Linked DNA regions of Rattus norvegicus: region 1 is linked to region 2. The links are chromatin contacts, called in public Hi-C maps. All regions are on one chromosome and are shown on one strand. Each heading gives the region's core, a stretch centred on a gene start, on an enhancer-like site or on the middle of the called end of the contact. The rest is flanking DNA. Distances are from core to core; before and after follow the strand shown. Region 1 holds the start of Sec24b (SEC24 homolog B, COPII coat complex component). Region 2 holds the start of Gar1 (GAR1 ribonucleoprotein).

The links. A called contact is a pair of places that touch in the nucleus more often than the background predicts.
Region 1: a Hi-C map of frontal cortex shows a contact between it and region 2, with 2.7 times the contacts expected there. The contact joins the promoter of Sec24b here to the promoter of Gar1 in region 2. A contact is called at or near these places in 3 of 12 Hi-C or Micro-C datasets (frontal cortex, liver and mammary epithelial cells) and 1 of 1 datasets of contacts at active chromatin or transcription factors (oligodendrocytes).

What each region holds. Positions count from the first base shown.
Region 1 is chr2:221,305,366-221,308,506 of GRCr8, forward strand. It overlaps Sec24b (SEC24 homolog B, COPII coat complex component), which reads right to left and starts at 1,554. Exons shown (of 24, transcript NM_001106474.1): 1 at 1,300-1,554. The coding sequence starts at 1,399.
Region 2 is chr2:221,054,913-221,058,146 of GRCr8, forward strand. It overlaps Gar1 (GAR1 ribonucleoprotein), which reads right to left and starts at 1,837. Exons shown (of 7, transcript NM_001024306.1): 1 at 1,581-1,837; 2 at 1,111-1,342. The coding sequence starts at 1,330. It overlaps LOC134485966 (a long non-coding RNA gene), which reads left to right and starts at 1,902. Exons shown (of 2, transcript XR_010064435.1): 1 at 1,902-2,329; 2 at 2,789-2,999.

The sequences.
Region 1 (3,141 bases), core at 304-2,803, 250 kb after region 2:
ACATGCACACAAAATTGACAAAGTTGCTCACAAATCACGTTTTCACTTGGACAAGTCTGATACCACCAATGACACTGTTCACATTCAAAAGTTTATACTAAACAATGACTATAAGAAACATGAAATACAAGTAAGGCAGACCTCGGAATCTTAAGACTAAACCATCATTTTTTTTTTATAGTTGTGAATAAAAATTCCACCTGATTCTTGGGGTGTTTCCTGTTTGAAAAGCATTATTATCAATTTTCCAAACTTTGGTTGTAAATTCTGATTAGCACACTGTGTAAACTAGGTCAATGATTTGATGAGTACTGGGTGGTTTTGTTTTTTGACACAGGACAGAGGGATTTTCTTAGCTTTGATTACTTGTGGGAGGGTCATCAGACACACACTCAAGTCTCTAAAGAGGGCCCCTCCCCCAGTACTATTTAGGAACATTCCAGATCTCTAGAGCAGGGGCTAGGCATGTTAGGAAATAACTCCTGCAAGCTCGAAGCCTATAACCTCAGTAGGAAAGCTACATTCATGTTTCCCTACGCGCAGGCCTTGCCTCAAAGCAGGGCCAAGCAACTCTGGCACGTTTTTCTAGATTTTAAAGTGAAGCTGGAGATGAGGGGATCTAAAGGTGTTCGCCTCGATCCCTTTGACACCTGCTACCCCACGAACACTACTACAATCAAACTCCAAAGGCTTGAGCAGCAACCGCGGCGGCAAACCACAACAGATCCCGAGGCCGAAGTGGGTCGGGGTTACAGTTACACTTCTGCAGCAGCATATTTACATCCTTCTCCTACAAACTTAAGTGCAAACTAAGTTCCCTTCCAGGCAGCGAGCTCGCGGGCCTTAAAAAAAAAAAATCAAAGCTACGTTCCTGGGGCCGGAAGGATGCGATCCACCAAGTACCAAGGCTGCTCCATGCCCTCCACAGACCACGCACTCTGCGGCCCCGGCGTCCTGTGAGCTCTCGGCGGTGAAAGGGTCGCCCGGGGCAACCAGCCGGCGCCTAGGTCGGAGCTGACTGTCCTGCGGGCCGCCGACCCCTACGCCACGGCCTCGGTCCACGCGGAATGGCAGGCCTGGATGGCAGACCGCCGACAGCCCCGCCCGGCCGTCCTCTCGGCCGCTCCCCTCGCCGCACCGCGGCCTCCATGTTTCACCGCGGCCTCGGGGCCCCACCGCGGCCTCCCGGGCCCGGCCCTGCCCGTCCCGAGCCAAGACGCAGGCCGCCCGCCCGCCCGCCCTCACCCTCACCCTCCCGCCTGCCTAGGCCCCGCGCCGCACCCCGGCCTCTCGCCTCACCATTCTGCTGCGGCGGCGCCAGGCCAGAGACTGCTCCGCCGAGCTTGGGCGGCATCCGGGCGCCGGCGGCCGGGTGAGGGGACCCGGCGGGGGCCGACATGACGGCGCGGCTGTCGGCGGCGGCGGCTCCTCCGCGGCGGGAGATGGGCGGAGGGAAGGAAGGCGGGGCCGCGGAGGAAGAGGAAGAGGAAGGAACGCGCCCGCGTCACAGGCCGAGTCACTCTCACTAAGGACCGCGGCCCGGGCACCCACGCTCGGCCACGCCACCGCAAGCGCGCGGACCCCGGCCCAGCCCTCCGGCGCCAGCGCCCCCTGCAGGCCGGAGCTGGCGACCACCTCCCCGCACAGGCCAGGCTGCGGCGCCGCGGAAGGGGAAGGCGCGGGCTCCTGTGGCCGCCGCTACCCGGATGGAGCCTGCGCCCTGCAGGGCTGCAGAACGGTGAAAAGCTGCGGGCTGAGGTCCCAAGTCCTGGGTCACGCCAGTCCCAGCTCATCCACGTACTCTTCCTCGAAGAGGAAGCCTGGTTTTGGATTTGTTACTTTTCCGTGTACGCTCCCCCCAACTTAATTCCAAATTAACAGTGCAATCAAGCCAAATGTTTATTGGAAATGTGTAATTCCCAAGCAAAGAGAAAACATTTCTCTATGACAGATTCTCACTAACAATGGTAATAGAGTCAAAACTTTAACCAGTGTCTTTAAACACTAGGAGAAAGACGAATACCTAATACAAGGAGAGCTTGAAGACAAACTTTACATTTTCCCCCACCCGCCAAGGGTTGGCTCCGCCCATTGGTGTTTAGGAAGCTGTGGCATTCAGAAGACAGGTCAACTTGCTTTGACTAGTGTAATCTTTGAAGCAACCTCCCTGGTCCATTCAGCATGCTGACTAGCAGGCAAGGACTGCATTATCCAAGTCATTTGGACATCTTGGTCCCAAGTAGGTCACGGTCACACAGTAGTGGGTGTGCAACTGCTCAGAAACGTTTGGATTCAGAATGAGATCTAGTAAGATGACATTTCCGGAGCGGTGGAATCCTATTTACTGGAAGGTTATGCAAACCTTAAAGCTTCGTAGTTCTAGAGCACAAAGCCTTCCTTAAATAGTTGCCGTGAATTAATGACGGATGCCCTATTGAACCACACTAAAAATAAACTTTTAGTGTCTGGAGTCACACTTTGGAGTTCTGAGATTTCTCCCTCCCTGCCTCCCTGCCTCCCTGCCACCCTGCCTCCCTGCCTCCCTGCCTCCCTGCCACCCTGCCTCCCTGCCTCCCTGCCTCCCTGCCTCCCTGCCTCCCTGCCTCCCTGCCTCCCTGCCTTCCCCCTCCCCCCTCTCATATATATATATATATGGAGAGAGAGAGTAGTCATATATATATACATAATATATATATATATATATATATGGCATTGTTCAGTTTCTTCAAAGACACTCAACCTTCCTGAGCAAAAGATCACACCCTCACTTCATCAAGGAGGTCATAGTTCAAGCTCCAGCCCTTGCCAGGAGTCCTTTGAATTTGCATTAAGGATGACACCATGCCAGCAAGGGAATAATAGGCAATTGGCTTGCTGCCTCTGGAATGTGTTCTTGATGTTAGCTTATTTTAATCAGGTGTATGGATATGCTGTCTCTTGGGGGAAAATTCCTCACACAGACAGATATTGCATTTTCATAGATCTCCATAAAGTAGTCATTCCAAAATTATTTACTTACTTTTGTTTGCGGATTGTGTTGGTTCCAAAGGAAACGCCAGTACCCCAAATTCCAAAAGGCAGTGCAAACATCCAGACAAGAGCTCAGCCTGGACTGTAGGAGGATTTCCTGCAGTTAGGTAA
Region 2 (3,234 bases), core at 587-3,086:
AGTTACCCTGTCAAGGCTGTTATGACTGCATTAAATCCACTGATTTTCCCTTCTTTACCCAGCCTCAAACTGTGAACCACTCTGGTTTTGTTGATTGCTTCTTCCTTCCTCAGAACTCATCACCACTACCACCTCTTCACCAATGACTATCCTTCCTCAGGAAGTATGCGAACTCAAAGTACACCTGTTTCTGTAACCCAGAATTAATACCATATACCTACAAAGTAACTCCCTACCCTTAACAACAGCTAGAACCTTTCTTAGTATTAGTCAAGTTCTATGTGTCATGTGTCTTTTGAAATCTCTTCTCCATCCATGTGTTCAATGCACTGCCTTCAGGCTGCATGGAACACAGGACAACTGTGAATGTGGCCCAACACAAAACGGTACACTTATTTACAACATGTTTTTGAAGGGTTGTGCAAGGGACTGTGTGTGTGCACGGTGTGTGCTAACTAGGCTGCATGGTTATGTGGAGTGTGAATTTTGTGATGTCAATGTGACGCAGAGTATTAAAAAGGTTGGACCTATCTCCTACCTTTCCCCTTTTCCTCCTGTCACCTTTTCAAACACAGATCTCAACACCTTATATATATGGCTTACTACACGTCCCCTTGACTTTAGTCATTTTGTTCAGCAAATTCATCCTGCATACAGATCCACCACTTCCCCCTTACGTTTGCTGACTTCCAATCCACCTCTCCCATAATTACTCAAAATTACTTTAGTTGGGCATTTCTTTTCTTTTGCCTTCTCCCAAGCAGGTTTCATTTCCCCTGCTTTTTGGTAACTGAAAACATGAGCTATGGAAGCTAAAAGCTTAGGTTTGTGTTTTAATTATGTCATTAGGGAATCACACTTAATCCTGAATGGTTTTCTGCCCTTTAGAATGCCTAGGTACTCAATATTGTCTAAGTCTCTACTTCTCTGTCCCAATTCAAGTTCACCTCCACGCTGCATTTCCGTTCTCATGATCGGTTCCTTATATGCTATGAAATGACTGTCAGGGAACCCGACTTGCCTTTTGGAGACTTATTATCAAACGTGTGAATAACATAAACCGGACTCTATTCCCATTGCAAAGGAGGTTAAGCTTTGAAGACGACTTACAGACGACTCGTTCTGGAGGCCCTTGATCTTGGAATTTATTGAAGCCTCCACGACCGCCCCCTCGTCCAAATCCTCCTCGGCCGCCGCCCCTGAAATTGCCGCCGCCGCCACCACCGCCGCCGCCCCCTCGGAAGTGGTTGTTGCTGCCGCCGCCACGATTGAAGCCTCCACCTCCACCACCGCGATTAAAGCCTCCGCGACCTCCGCCTCGGAAAGACATGCTCTCTCCGGCCTGGTGAAATAGACGGCCGGCTCCTTCCAGTCAGTGCGGGCTGATCATTTATCTATTTCCCCTCCGCCTCGCTCGAAACACCAAAAAGAGGACAGCAGTGAACGCCGCCCGCCACTCGCCCACATAGCCAGTGGCGAGCGCGGAGAGAGGGGTGTCTTCGTCCCAGCCCCACGGCCCATGCCTCGCCACCCTATCCCAACCCGCTGCTTCCCACAATCTTGCCCTCCGCCGCACTCACCGCGCCACGTGCGTCTCTAGCTCAGCTGGGCGCGCGCGCGGAGCGATACTTCCGGCGCGCTTAAACCTCCTCGGCCACCGTACGGTACAATTTTACCAGACTAGATATTGGAAGGGCTGGTTTGCAGGAAGAGGCTGTCACTACTTAGACGCAACGGTCCTAATGCCTTCCCGAAGAGAGCATACAGCACCGGAAGAGAAACAATAGCACCCAGCGTGACCCCCACCTCACCCGCGCAAGGTCCACCTCGCTAGGGGTGGCGGAAATGATGCAAAATAGCAGCGCCTTCCGTACTCGACGCTTCCGGAAGTGTGGTGCCGCGTTGCCCTTGGAGACAGGGGTGGTTTGGGTTCTTCGGCTCTAATCGCTGGTCAGGCCTTTGGTCGGTGAGGCGTGTTGGGTGCAGTTAGCGCCACTCGCCAGGCTCTGTCACTTCTTGGGTTGCGAGAAGGTCCCGACTTGACTCTGCTCCACGGAGTGTGGCCACTCGAGCCGTGCTCCGCCCAGGGTCCAGTTGCCTTCTCTTTTTATTGCTTTTGTGTCCTGTTATTAATTAGGAAAGGGTGTGTGTTTGTATTTGAGCTGACAGAAAGGCAACCATCTTTTACTATTGTTTGAGTGTATTCATTCGTTCATCAAGTGCGCTTTGAACACCTAGAGAATGTGTTCTATAGATTACACCTCACCTCCTGCCTCCTTAACACTCTCATCTCTGACATCGGTTTCCTTACATCACTAAAACTTCGCTCGTAAGAAGTGACCTCTAGTTCTTAAATTTGGTTGACTTCTTTTGTATCTGTATTGTCTGAAACATCTCTTGGCATTTGACAATACCACTTTTTACTTGAAAGAAAGTAGAGAATGATCCCCGTATCTGAGGGTTATTGTGAATAAATTTTTGAAAGATCTCTGTAAATTAAGAATTCCAGTATGCCATTTACCCTAAACTATAAACTTCTTGAAGAAGTACACACTAGTCCCACATATAAAAAAATTATACAAATGTACTTTAAATATAAATGTAACTGGATATATATATCCAGTCATATATAATATCTAGTAAAATATAACATGCAATTATAAAATATTAAATTATAAGATGTGTAATAATTATTACATATACAATTATACATACATCATATATATGTGTGTATATATGTATATATATATATATACATAAATCAGCACTATCCCTACCTCTATTCTAGGTTTGTGGCAGTCTCTAATCAAACCTGATGGATTTCTCGTGATTCCTGTGAAGTACCTTTGCATTGTCATCAGCTGAGTACAGCCTTTTAACACTGCTACCTTTTTTCATTGTCACTCCAAATCACTCATAAGAATTCAGAAGCTCAAACATCACAGCAGGCAACATCTCCCATTCTGGGCTCCAGACTAAATAAATACCTGTTGACTTAACTTCTTGCGTCTGTGCTGCATTTGGTGATATAGTGAACTTAATAAAATGGCTGTCTTGTACAGTCTCATACTCAGCCCATGCCCACCATAGCCCTGCACTTTCCCTTGGCAGTATGTCTAGAGTCTATGATTAGTAATCAGTGTGTGCACATGCCATCCCTCTGCCCCATCATGCTAGAATTGCTACCTTATTTTCTTTATCTGTCTTGGTCAGACTCTTCCTCTTTCCTGAAAT